2 separate regions of the Sus scrofa genome follow, and region 1 is linked to region 2. The links are chromatin contacts, called in public Hi-C maps. All regions are on one chromosome and are shown on one strand. Each heading gives the region's core, a stretch centred on a gene start, on an enhancer-like site or on the middle of the called end of the contact. The rest is flanking DNA. Distances are from core to core; before and after follow the strand shown.

Region 1 (6,880 bases), core at 3,108-5,607, 130 kb after region 2:
AGGAAATATTACTCAGCCATAAAAAGGAATGAAGCCTGACACACGCTACAATGTGGATGAACCTCAAATCTGTCACACTGAGTGAAAGCAGCCAGACACCAAAGGCCACATAGTGCACGATCCCATTTACATGAAATGTTCAGAACAGACAAATCTATTGAGACGAAAGCTGACTGGGGGTTGCAGGAGCTGGGGAGGGGGAGGGGGATGGGGGATGGGAAGGGACTACTTGTGGGAGCAGTTTCCTTTTGAGGTGATGAAAATGATCTACAATTAGATGCTGCTGCTGGTGGCACAACTTTGTAAAAGCCCCAAATACTCCTGAATTGTTCACTTTAAAATTGTTCATTTTATGTCTTGTGCATTTCACTTCCATTAGAAAAAAAAGATTTTTAAACTGCCTGGCAGTGTCCTGGGGCTGGTTTCTGGGTGGTTTTAAATTTTTAAATGGTGACCCTTGGGCTATCTGTCTTCTGATTTTCTTGGCTGAGGGTGGAACTGACTCCCCTGTTACGCAGTCAGTGCCCTCAGTAGAAAAACCTGCTGCTGGAGCCAGGGTGGCAGTGGTCCTGCCCCTGCTGTACTGATGTCCGTGCCTTCACTGATGCCTGAGTGATTTCACTCTGCCAGCCTGCTGGACCCATGCTCCCCAGCCCCGAGTCCCCTCACAGAATCCTCCCTGAGAGGCAAAGGCCATTGCAAGCCCATTTCCCAGATGATAGATTAAGGCTCAGAGGCGCTTGGTCACCCAGCCGGCAAGCAGCCAAGCTCTTGTCGCACTCAGGTCCGGCTGGCTCCAGCACTGTGCGCTCAGTGCCTCCCAGGTCCTCTCTGTTGGGTCTAGGATCCTCCCTCCCCTAGCAATTGTCTGATGGGGGGCTGCCATGTGACCACACGCCTCCACACACACCCACTCACGTGGCTGGGCCTCTGCCTCCCTCCCCCGGGGCCTTCTGGGAAGCCGTGCCAGGTGCAACCTGTTTCTCTTGGAAGGGAGCAGAGCCAGGAGTGGGATGGGAAATGCTCTCAGCATCCGAGAGCAGGCAGGGTGGGGGACGGGTTGTTCAGGAACTGCTGAGGGGCTAGGAACATTCTGGGCTTCGCAGGGAGGGGAACAGCCCGTGGTTTGGGAGCTGGGACCAGCCAGCCCCTGCTGGGTGACACCAAGCACATCACTCCTGCTCTCCAACCTCAGTTTTCTTGTATAAAATGGGTTTTATAACAGTCACTGCCTCTCAGGGCAGATCTGAGAGATGGACAAGACAGTAAAGGGGTTCAGCTGAGGAGGGAACCCTGCTTGGCAGGCAGAAGTTGGGAGAGGATGGGCTATTTGGGTCCTGGATGGGATGACTGAGAAACACTCTGTGTTTAAAAACAAACAGCCAAGAGGACGGCAGTTCCGCAAAAAATTGAAAATAGAATTGCGACAGATGAATGGAGAAAAAATGTGGTACATATGTACGATGGAATATTATCGAGCCTTTAAAAGGAAAGGAATTCTGACACCTGCCACGGCAGGGATAAACCTGGAGGACGTTACGCTGAGTGAAAGAAGTTGGTCACAAAAGGACATTAGACTGTATGATCCTATTTATGTGACGTCCTTAGGTCAAATTCATAGAGACGGGAAGTAGAATGGGGGTGGCTGGGGAAGGAGGGAAATGGGGAGTTAGTGTTCAATGGGGACAGAGTTTCAATTTTGCAAGATGAAAAAGTCCTGAGTATGGATGGTAGTGATGGTTGCACAACAGTGTGAAAATGCACTTAAGGCCACTGAGCTATATATATATATATGTATGTATATATATATGTGTGTGTGTGTATATATATATGTATATATGTGTGTATATATATGTATATACGTGTGTGTGTGTGTATATATATATATATATATATATATATATATATATATATATTTTAAAACTTTATGACCACACCCACAGCAAGTTCCCAGGCCAGGGATTGAATCTGAGCCACAGTCTTGACCTACAATGCTGCTGTGGCAATACTGGCTCCTTTAACCCACTGCACCAGGCTGGGGATTGAACCAGCACCGCCACAGAGACAAACCAGATTATTAACCCACTGTGCCACAGTGGGAACCCCTGAACTATATTCTTTATAATGGCTAAGATGGTGAATTTTAAGTTATGCGTATTTTGCCACAATTAAAAAAAAAAACAAACACCAAGAGGCCAACAGCCCAGTGAGCTCTCCTGTTGGAGCTGCTCTGGGCTCAGATTGTACTACGGGAATTTAGAAAGTCTGTCCCTCTGACTAGAGGAACCCCCACTTGTCTGCCTGCCAAGCTCCAGTTCATTCTACAAAACCCAGGTCTAATGTCCCCTCCTCCAAGCAGCCCTCCCAGATTTCCCAGGTAGATCCTAGCTCTGCCATTAGGTCCCCCAGCCTTTCCCTGGCTCATTCCTGATCCATCTGAGATGAGGTATCTGTGTCCGGCTCAGTCAAGGGGTGAGGCTGAGCAGAGAATTTGAGGAATGGGGAGCCCGGCTCTGACGGTGGGAGAGTGTGGGGGCAGCAGCTTAGGGGACCAACACCGGGGGACCAACACCGGTTGCTCAGTAGGCATTGTTGACTGCTCCTCCCACGCTTGCTGTGTGCCCGGAGGATCTCCTCAGTGTGGACACACAGTATGTGGTTGGGACTAGACAGGGCTGAGAGGCAGAGAGGGACTTTTGACTCTGGTTTAGCGACACCGGAGCTTGACCTGGCCCTGTGCGGCAGGGGTAGGGGGGTCCCTGGGGCAGAGGGAAGGGCAGAAAGGATTGTCCCTCAAGGCTGGGCGGCAGAGGGTGCCAGTGTGTCTGTGCACTGCAGGCGTGAGTTGTATGTGTGTATTTTTCTGTGTTGTATGTGTGCCTTTCTGTGTGTCTGTGTTGTAGGCGTGTCTGTATGGCTGTTGTGTGCTTTATGTGTGTATCTGATGTTGGATGTATCTCTGTGTGTGATGCACCCGTGTGTGTGTATGTGTGTGTGTGTTTGTGTACGTGTGTATGTGGCATTTTTTAAGGAACTGAATCCCTTACTTGGATGTGTCTGCTGCCTGCCAGAGGGTGTGCAAGGTCTTCCAGGCTGTCTGCACCCCCATTACCTCCCTACCCTACAGCCCTGGGTCCCTCAGCCTTCTCTGCTCTCTGGCTACCAAGGGAAGATGTGAAAACCTAAGCCTCTCTGGGGCTCCCCATTCCCTTCTGGGGTGGCAGGTGTGATTTGCTCCTCATCTTTGTTCTCCCCACCTCAATGGGCTGGCTGTGCCCTGCCCATCCCAGGCCTTGGCCTCTATATTGAGTTCCCCAGGACATCTCCCCACCCTTTGCCAGGCTGGGGCTTCCCTGCCCTCATGCAGCTCCCTTCTGCCACGAGCGTGGAGACATCTGTACCCCTACCCCATGCGCTCCAGGGGAGGGGTTGCATTTGTCGGGCTCAGTTGCCAGGGCCTGGTACACAGCAGGCACCCATTAAATACTTGAATGAATAAATGAATGAATGAGGGTGGGAGGAGGGGTTAGAAGGTCAGAGGAGCCAGGCCTGGCAGGGACTTGCCAGAGGACCTGGTTGTTCAAACGCCCAAGCCGGGCTATGCATGCTCTCGGAAGCATCACTCTGGTGTGAACTGGACAAGAGGCAAGTGCCAGGGGTGCTGGCACCTGTCAGGAGCTGAGCCCGGCCAGTGGAGACGCAGTGGCTTAGGCTAGGTGGGGGCTGGAGATGAGACTCAGGAGGTGGAATGGGCAGGAGCATCGTGATCCTTGTGGGGGTGGGGCAAGCCCCCATTTCCATCTGTGCCCTGGAATAGCTGGGCTGAAGCTGAGGCTGGACACACCCCCCAAGGTGAGGAGGAGTAGAGTGTTGGGACCTTTTGGGGGCACTTTGGCTTTGTGGTCATTTCCTGTGAGGTAGGAGGACCTGGAAACATCTCTGTTTCAAGATCAAGCTAAGGAGTTCCTGCCGTGGCTCAGTGGTAAGGACCCCAACTATTATCCATGAAGGGGTGGGTTCAATCCCTGGCCTCACTCAGTGGGTTAAGGATCGGGTGTTGCCAGGAGCTGTGGTGTAGGTCGCAGATGTGGCTTGGATCCCGCATCGCTCTGGCTTGGTGCAGGCCGGCAGCAACAGCTCCGATTTGACCCCTAGCTTGGGGACTTCCATATACCGCAGGTGTGGTCCTAAAAAGACAAAGGAAAAAAAAAGATCAAGCCAAGAAAGAGGGGATGAAGATGAAGCAGTGGTAGGGAAACAGAGGGAGATGGTGGCCCAGAAACCAAGGGCAGAGGGGGTGGCTCAAAAAAGTGGGTGTGGTCAGTACCCCACTGGTTCCCTGGCAGGGAGCTTGGCAGTGGACCCAGAAGGCATGAGCCACAGCCCCACCAGCAGGGCTGAAGTGGAAAAGTCTGGTGACACTAAGTGCTGGTGAGGACGTGGAGCAAAGGGAACTCCTGCTTACTGCTGTGGAAAGTAAAACAGTACAGCCACCTTGGAAGACTGTTTGGCAATGTCCACTGAAGCCGAACAGAGGTCTTCCCCTCCCCTATAACCCAGACATCTCACCCCAGGGTATTGACCCATGAGAGATGAAAACAGCCACAAGACCTCAGCATACATGTTTGGACCTACTCTGCAGACAACCCAAATGCTTCTCAACAGAATGGAGTGAACAAATTGCACTACAGTCGTGCTGAGGAATAGTACACAGAAAGGAAAAAGGATGGGGGATATGGGTGAATATTGTAGGTATGATGATGAGCAAAAGCAGTCAGACCCCAAACACAACAATGCTGTGTGAGTCTGTGTATCTGAAATTTAAGATCAGACAAAATGAACCAATGGTGTTAGCCAACAGGATTCTGGTTCCCTTTGGAACAGGGAGTCAGAGGGAGTCCACCCTAGGGATGGAGGGGTGTTATATCAATCTGAGCCTACACAGAGGCAAAAATGCATCAGGCTACACACCTCAGATCCAAGTATTTGGCCCATTTTGCTGTGTCTTATGTCTCAATCCAAAGGTGAATATATAGAATCCTGAAAATAATTTGGGCAGCACTTTAAATACATGAAATTTGGTGGGGTGGGGGGCTGGGCAGTGATCGTTAGGAAAAACTTGCCAGAAATATTTAGGCATAGTATCCCCAGTTTGGCCAAGAGCCATGCCCTTTTTAGCCTTATAAAAACTAATGAAATTCTTTAAAAAATTAAACATAGAATTACTGTATGATCCAGAAATTCCACTCCTAGGTAAATACCCAAGAGAACTGAAGGCAGGGATTCAAACAGATATTTTTACACTCAGGTTTATAAGAGCACTATTCACATTAGCCCAAAGGTGGAAACAACTCAGTGTCCATTGAGAGATGAGTAGATAAACAAAATCTGGTAAGTCCAGGCAATGGAATATTGCTCAGCCATGAAAAGGAATGAAACACTGACACACACTACAATGTGGATGAATCTTGAAAACATGATTAGACACAAAAGGTCACATAGGGTATGATCCTATCTACAGGAAATGTCCAGAACTGGCAAATCCACAGAGATGGAAAGCAGATTAGTAGTTGCCAAGGACCGAGGGAGGGGGACAGGGAGTGACTACTTATGGGGACAGGTTTCCCCTTGAGGTGATGGAAAGTTCTGGAATTAAGAGGTGATGGTTGCACCCTACTGTGAATGCACTTAATGCCACAGAACTGCCCACTTTAAAACGGTTAATTATATGCTATGTGAATTTCAACTCAATGAAAACCACAGTGAATTGGAGACACCAGAGTTTTGCACCTTCTGAAAGGACCGTGGCCCCTAGAGAGGGAAATTGTGTAGGTTCTACTCGGTTGAGAACAGCCTAAAACTTTCTTTCTTCTAACAAAATGGCACGTAGAAGTCCTATGTAGACATGGAAACAGGCCCAGAGAGGGTAAGGAAATGGCTCGAGGACACACAGCAAGGGGAGCCAGTCTGTGGGGCTCAGCTTTAGAGCAGGGCTCCCAGGTGACCTTGGGTCAGGGACAGACCCAGTTCCCTATCTGTTTAATAGCTGGAAGGGGGTGAGGGGTACCCTGCCTGTTTTCCCCAAGTAGGGCCCCCACCCTGGGGGCAGCTGGAGAAGCTTGGGTGGGCAGCATTGGGTGGAGGGGACCTGCCCAGTCCTGGAGCTCCAAAGAATGTTCTAGCCTGTCTGTGTGCCTCAGTTTCCCCATATGTTCAGAGGGGCTGTGGGGCTCAGGCAGGGAATGGACCACCTACTGTGAACTGAGTTTCCCTGAGTTTGGGAAGGTCAACCTGACCCTCCAGTGGCCCTGACTTGGTCCCTCTAGCCAGGACAGGCTGGTCAGTGGGGACCACAGGCACCCCCCAGTACCCCTGCCCATCCTCCATCCTTAGTTTCCCTTAGCTTCTTCCGGTGGGGCTGAGAAGGTACAACTGGGTGATCTGGGAGCATTCAGAACCCAAGAACTTTCTATGATGTTTCTGAGCCTCGGTTTCTACATCTGTCATGGTCAGGCTGAAGTGGGAACCCCAAGAAAGGGTAGCAGGAGTCTGGGGCACTTCTGTACTCAGAGAGGCCCTGAGCACCCCATCCCCAAGCCTCTCCCACCCTCCTTTCTCTGGCCTTGGACCTAGCCTAGGTCCCCAAGCATTTATTTCTGACCTGTGGGCGCCCTCTGGTGGCCATGACCAGAAGCGTCTTGTGAGCCTGTCCACAGGTCCCAGTGCCAGTCCGGCACTGCTCTGGACTTTGGGCACACAGCAATGACAAACCAGACAGGGGTCTGTTCCCTTGGGGGACTTATAGGTAGATAGGGGACACAGGAAAATGTAGAACAAAGAACAATCATATGTAGGGACAAGCTGGTGTGGTTGGGGAAGT
Region 2 (6,730 bases), core at 1,590-4,089:
GAGAAAACCTTCTCTCACAGTATAAAGCTCTTGAGCCTTTAAGGAAAGGGGTGTTTGCAGACTGCCCCTTGCTTTTTGGGAACAGGCCCCACTGGGTACTGCGGCCTTGCTTAGCATCTTGCGCTTGTTAGTTAACAGAGCTTGATTTCATAGGTGGGCTTGTGGGTTACTCCAGGCAAATCGCCTCCTTCCCTCGCCCCGCAAAAGAGAAAGCGCAGCAAAAGTCTTTCCCCACAGATGACCTCCCCACGTAAATTGTGCAGTTGGCGGGTCCCCTTCCTCTCACTCTCCCCTCCCAATCCGGCAGGACAGAGGCTCTGTTTCCCCAGGGCATTTGTCACCCCTTTGGTGACTCTGAACATTGCTGGCTTGTGGCACAGACACAAGGCAGAGTCCCTCTGCTCTCCCTGAGCTGGCTGTCATGGCCAGGATCCAGGTCAGGACCCAGAATAGACAGGAGATGGGGGAGGCCTTTTTGAGGGGTCTGCACCCAGATTCACGACCTTGGCCAACAAATGTGACCTCCATGGGTCTCCGGCTTTAGGGGCCATTGAGAACAAAGAGGTGACATTTCCCCTTTACTCCAGGAGGTGTGTTCTGTGGACACCCTGTAACTCTGCCTCTGCTGGTGCTGCTTGCAGGTCCCTTTGGAACCTTAGACCCCTTCGGAAGTGGGTCCTTCAATAGTGCTGAGGGCTTTGCCGACTTCAGCCAGATGTCCAAGGTAAAGCCCCTCCCATGGAGCCCCTGTGCTCTCCCATTATCCTTGTGCCTCTTGTCGTGGTCTTGTTGTGGGCTGCCAGGCATAATTGTTTAATGCCACATATGTATTTCCTTGGCACCTGTCACACTCTGAAATGCATTCTCATGTGAGGTCATGATTCAGCAGACAGGGTCTGGAAAGCGCCCGTGACTGTAACTGGACCTATTTCCCGTCCTTAGGCAGAACTGCCAGAACCCTGAGTCCCTCCCTGAGGCATGAGTGCCGCAGGCTCCCCCTGCTCCCTGTTGTTTCTGACGGCCATCAGACCTCAGTGAATAAAGTCTCTGTGGCTGAACAAACTTGGGAAGGTGTTGAGCCAGAGGGCCAGCCCTGATGTGCAGCCCGCTAAGGATGGAACCGTGGGCCATGGGCCAGAAGGCAGGAGATGTGTCTGGGTCTGCCAGTGGGCAGAACCTGAGAAGGATGTGGAAAGTGAGGACTAGGCTTGGTGAATAAATGCGCAAGTGAAAAGTCAGCTGTGCAGGAAGGACCATAGTCACCCTTGGCTGGACAGGACGGTGTCTGCCCGGCCAGAGTTACATAAGCTGACTGAATATAACCCCACAGGTGGTGGTTGAGCTCATTTGGCAGGGGCTTGGGTGTGTGGTTAGAGAGTTAGATCTTTAATTTAGCAGGAAGTCAGTCGATAGATAATGTCCAAAAGGAACAGATTAAGAAATAAGAGTGGAAGCCTATGAGGTTAATTCCATAGGAAACTGCTAAGTTGAAGATGTTGGCCTTGGCGAGTGAGAAAGGGTCGAGGGCCTGCTGTTCTTCGTTCTAACCTTTGATGTCCCTTGATTTTTGACTGTGGGTCTGGTTTCTTTGACAAGGATTAGGGAAGCGGCATTAGGTGTGCACATCTTGGCCTGAGTCCCAGTCCCTGTTGCTGGCACCTGCGTTTGCTCCTCTCCTTGCAGGTGAGGGTGGGATCCCTCACAGTTAAAGAGCTCAGGCAATGCAGCCTTTGGCCCCGGAGTCATAAAGCCTTGCGATCGATCGTTGAACCCACCAGCCTTTCCTGCCTGCTCCGGGCTTGGGCACTGGGACGACCCCCTGCAGATACAGTTCTCTGATCTTGCGCCCTACCTGGGGAAGGCTCACAAGCCAGTGGTGGCGAGGGGGCGGGGGAGGGAGCCCCTGGAGTGGGTGGCAGTGGGCGCCCACCGTGGGGACTCCTGTGCCTCTTGGACCCGCGCATGCCAGCTCCTGGAGGTGCCCTGCCTGCTTCCTCCATGTTCACTCAGCCTGAGGGGTGCACAGCTCTCTGGGCACTGAGCTTTGTGGTTAGTAATGTGCGATCGTGGTGTGTGGCTTCCAAGAAGCATCTGAGATTCTGTTTAGCTTTTCAAAGAAGCATGTGAACATAAACTGGCGGTAGCAAATCTAGCTTCAGGTGGGAGGCAGAGCATCTGTTTGCCCATCGGCTGCCTCAGGAGGGAGCCAGAGGTGCTGGGATTGTGGCCTCTCTCCTTCTGGTGCCCGGAGGGAACGAGTCTACAGCCCTGACTTGGAAACTGTGACACTGATGGTTGGGATGCTATGTGGGATCAGCCAAAAGGCACCCAGGGCCTGAGATTTGCCTCATTTACCCGTCACTGCATGGAGCTGTGTGTCCTCGGCTTCTGTCCTTGTTTGCAGAATCTGTCAGCCACACGGTGGCAGCAGCTTCCAGGGAAGGCACTCACGGTTGTATTCTCGAGCCAGCTCCCTGCACAAGGCTGACCGCGGAGGCCGAGGGAGTGAGGGAGAGCTAGCAGAGGGCATGAACCAGGCCCCCTGTTTCAAGAAGGACCTGAGTTGAGGCTATTCGGGCTCATGGGGCTGCGATGGGGCCACCAGAGTGGTGGGGCCCCAGATGGCAGCAACGGCTGCCCCTCCCTCCCCCAGGCAGTGCCTGCGTTTGCTGTAGCTGCAGACTCGCCAGAGCCTGGATCTTCCCTCTTTCTGCCCCTTCTGACCTAAAGTGGCATTTTCCCTCTTCTCATTCCATTTTCCCTCTCCTTGGTCTCTTGTCCCCCGGCAGGCTGCACAAATGTGCACTTGTGACTTCAGAGCCAGTGCACCTTCCTGTTGGTGGCGCTGGGTGGGACAGAGCTGGACAGGGCTGTGGAAAGTTTGTCTCCGGTACTCCATTGTTTTGTTTCCACGATCCCGTCAGCTCCTGCTCTCATGCCACTTGCCCAGACGAATACAGGGCCCTAACCCCCAGGTCTCTGTTTTTCCCTTTTGGTTCCCTTTCTGTTTTTCAAGAACAACATCGTGTGTATAAATAAAATGCTGAAGGAAATGAAAGTAAAGTGGCAAGAAGGTGTTTCTTTTTTGTTTTTTTGGCTTGGTTTTGTGTGTGTGTGTGTGTGTGTGTGTGTGTGTGTGTGTGTTTAACATGGCTATCTTTTTCCCACCCGAGTGTGCTGGGGAGGCAGTGCATGCTGGTGATGCACGCTGGTGCTCTTTCTTAACTTCCCCCTCAGATGGAGTGTCCTCCTGCTGCCTGGCAGTGCTAAAGGAAAGTGCCAGGCAGCAATCTGACTCCAGGAGATTCCTTCGAGGTTCTCTGGGCTTGCATTTTTAGTTGAGGTCCCCCCATACCTGAGGAGATTTTTCTAGACAGTATCAAGCCTACATTACCTTCCTTTAAGAACACATTCCCCAAAATAGATATCTGAGAATAAAAATAAGACTCTAACTTATTATTTTACTCCTCCCACCCTTAAAAAAAAAAAGGTCACCTATGAAATACTTGACCATTTGTCAGCCCATTTTCAGTTGTTTTTCAAAAGCGTGCATTCCTCTTTAGGACAATTTTTTTTTTGGTTGAGAGTCATTTGCTTTAAACCAATTATTTAAACTGTGAACCTTTTATAGAGCTGCTTTTCATATAGTAGCTTTCTGTCCCTTTTTTTTTTTTTTTTTTTTTTTTCTTGTGAGCACACTTCACTCTATTCGGCCAGAGAGCCCCTACCGGCTTTACTGAAACCCTTCTAAAAATAGCGACTTTCCCTGAAGCCACTGTCTGAGTAGGAACCAGTCAGGTCCCAAAGGAGGCTTCTTGGGAAACTCAAAGTCATGAAAGTTGGGATTCGGAAATGACGCAGGCTTTTCAGTATTAGAAGTGATATAATTCCCTGCTGTGGGCGAACCAGGCGTTTACGGTTGAAACCCTTTTACCTTGGAGTGGGCCCACCGGTGCAGTGGGTTCAGACAGAAGAGGGGGTGGAGAATTGGCTTGGCCTGCGGTGTCCCCAACCAGCCAGGAAGATCACTGCGGCTCACGCTCCAGAGTGCAGTGTATGAGCTGGGAGGATGAGGCCTCGTGCACCTCGAAACTCAGGGGGAGTCCAGGTGTCCCTCTGTACCCCTTCCCCAGAGGGCATGCATTCCCAGCATCCAGGACAAGAACTGGGGTCTATGCGGGGCCTTCCGGGGCTGGTCACGCCACCTCTCCACCAAGAAAATTGGCTTTGATTCCTGCCTGCCTGTCTCAGGTTGTGGTGAGAGTGGAGAAAGCCTTGGACCCAGGGCGTGCCCTGTGCATGACAGAAGCAGAGATACTAGTGTTCCCCCTCCCTTCTGTCTCCTTAGCCCTCAGTCTGTCCTCTTTCCCAAACTGCACTCACGCGTTTTAGAGCCGAACTAAACTACAGGTCGTCACTGCACCTTGGTTCTCCTGCTGGCCCTGTCTGGATGACAGGAAGTGGTAGAAGGAAAGCGTTGCTGGGCGATGGGGGGCATGCAGATGCATGGACATCCAAGAGATGTTCTAGTCAGGTCCACACCCTTGGCTTGATGATACCATGCTGCCTTTATGCTGATGTCCTCTGAAATGCTGGGTGGAGCGATTTACACATTACCTTTTTCTGTCCTGCCGTAGCCCCGTGAGCCTGTCATTATTGTCATTTCACGGACAAGGAAATGGAAGCATGGAGCTGGTAGCAGGGCCTCCAGATCCTACCCTGACCCCCATGCTCTGCAGAACACGTTCTAGAAACTCAAGCCACAGGTCTTGCAGAGCCTCCCTGACTTTAGTGCCGAAAAGGACAAATGTCTCAAAGCCTGGGAGAGGGGAGTAGCCATCATGCAGGGGAGTACTACCTTCTTTGCTGTGCCACAGCCCTGGCAGCCCTTCTTGCCCAGGCTAAGGTGGTCTTGGTAGGCAAATGGGTCTTCCCTATGTGACCCCTTATTCCCCAGGCCTTCTTTGCTGCTCTGTCCCTTGCCTGCATCTGTACAGTGTCTCCCCCATGGGCCTGAGGACAGTGCCCAGACCTCCCGTGGGGGCTGGGCTGCCAGCAGCCGAGTGCAGGGCCTGGGACTCCTGGCCCAGGAGGCGAATGACGTGGATTCCCACCCCGACTCCCCCACTGAGGTGCTGTGTGACTAGCAGGCCACATCTCCTCCCTGTGCCTCAGTTTCCCCATGCATAAAATGGAGGTGGGGACAGTAGGACTCTGTCCCAAGGCCGTTGGAAAGATATAGTGAGAAGACCTGCATGGAGTCAGCATCTCCTACTCTGGAGGCCCTGGAGGGTGGGGTAGGATGGAGCAACCCAGGCACCCAGTGGGCTTGGTTGAGTGTGCAGCAGCCACCGCCGCCACCCCCCCCGCCATGGGCTGTCCGCCTCTCTCCCACCTGAGACTAGTATCTGGGACTAGGTGCTGGGGCACGGTGGCCACATCCCATCCCATCCCATCCCTGTAACTGGACCCAGGAGAAGCGGGGAGCCCTGTTCCGTGACTGGCGTCAGCCCTTCTCTCCACTTCTCCAGAGATGTATTGAAAGCAGATTACCTAAGATAGTCCCAGTGCCTTGTGTTTCTGCTTTGTTTTCTGTCCCTCAGCCCTCTTCACTGGGGAGAGAATTGCAGGTGCCCTTCCCTGAGTTCCCTTCCTCCATCCCTGCTTTGCGTCTCCCTTCCTTTGCTTTTTAAGGAATGCGTTAGTGTTTTTACTCCTGTGTCCACCAACTCCTTTTATGTCTGATGAATCACCTTGCTCTACTTTTTCCTGGTTATTTTCTGTTTTAGTGAAAGTGGTCCCCCACCCCTGTAGGAAGCGATCTTTTCCCTTTGGGGTGTAGCTGGTCCAAGGCCTAGCACTGTGCTGGTGCTCCAGGTGGGGTGCACACATAGACAAGTCCCTGCCCACCACAGGCAGCTGTCACAGGCAGTTGCCCTTCAGGCCACCCAGTTAGGCTGGAGGGGCCGGGGTACCCATCACTGTGGCATGGTGGCACTTGTCTTGTCAACTCCCACCGGGATGTCCAGGCAGGCACAGTTAGCTGGAAGGGGTGTTAGGGAGAGCTCTGGGAGCGGCAGTGAGGTCCAGCCAGTCTCTGAGGGAGAAGAGGGACTTGAGGTGAATGGGGCAGGTTAAACCCCCGGTTGGAGACCTTGTGTATATGGGGGCCTGGGGATGGGGGCTCAAAAGAGGTTCCAGGCACTGGGAAATTGCTTGGAGGAGACTGGGAGAACTGCAGGGCTCAGGCCGAAGAATTGGGTGAGGGGGCAGCTATGACGAAGGCCCTGCGTGCCTTGAAGAATGCTGAGTGCTTCCCTCCAAGCTTCAGGGCCATTCAGTGCTGCCTGCCTACCCACCTCCCTACCCACCGCACTGCCCTGCCATGCCATAAGCCCATCGAGGCACCAGGCCACTCTCGACTGCTCTCTGTGTTTGCCGGCTGCCCTTCACAGGCCGGAGGACCCCGGCTGTTGAGGGTGGAGTATAGTGGGTGCTCGTGAGAGATCCCGGGTCAGAGCGGGGGCTGTGCCGCGCAGCCCGGAGGGCTCGGTGGACGTCCGCTGCCTCTGTGTTAACAACTGTTTCTGCCTCTCTTTCGTGTCCTCTCTTACAGCCCCCAACTTCTGGCCCTTTCACCTCCTCCTTTGGAGGGGCAGGATTCTCAGATGACCCCTTTAAAAGTAAACAGGACACTCCCGCTCTGCCTCCGAAGAAACCTGCTCCTCCT

What was found. A called contact is a pair of places that touch in the nucleus more often than the background predicts.
Region 1: a Hi-C map of omental adipose tissue shows a contact between it and region 2, with 4 times the contacts expected there. The contact joins two enhancer-like sites. A contact is called at or near these places in 2 of 5 promoter capture datasets (fetal skeletal muscle and liver), 34 of 47 Hi-C or Micro-C datasets (adipose tissue, alveolar macrophages, blood and 15 more) and 2 of 2 datasets of contacts at active chromatin or transcription factors (alveolar macrophages and skeletal muscle).

The regions. Positions count from the first base shown.
Region 1 is chr2:61,344,869-61,351,748 of Sscrofa11.1, forward strand. No RefSeq gene overlaps it. Among named protein-coding and RNA genes, the nearest start is that of AP1M1, 38 kb to the right of the region's middle. Within about 2 kb of position 4,358, at least 3 of the 83 cell types and tissues checked have an H3K27ac peak or open chromatin away from gene starts, as enhancers often do. A contact at or near this core is called in omental adipose tissue, where this site is marked.
Region 2 is chr2:61,215,347-61,222,076 of Sscrofa11.1, forward strand. It overlaps EPS15L1 (epidermal growth factor receptor substrate 15-like 1), which reads left to right. Exons shown (of 23, transcript XR_002341604.1): 21 at 642-724. Among named protein-coding and RNA genes, the nearest start is that of KLF2, 54 kb to the right of the region's middle. Within about 2 kb of position 2,840, at least 34 of the 83 cell types and tissues checked have an H3K27ac peak or open chromatin away from gene starts, as enhancers often do. A contact at or near this core is called in omental adipose tissue, where this site is marked.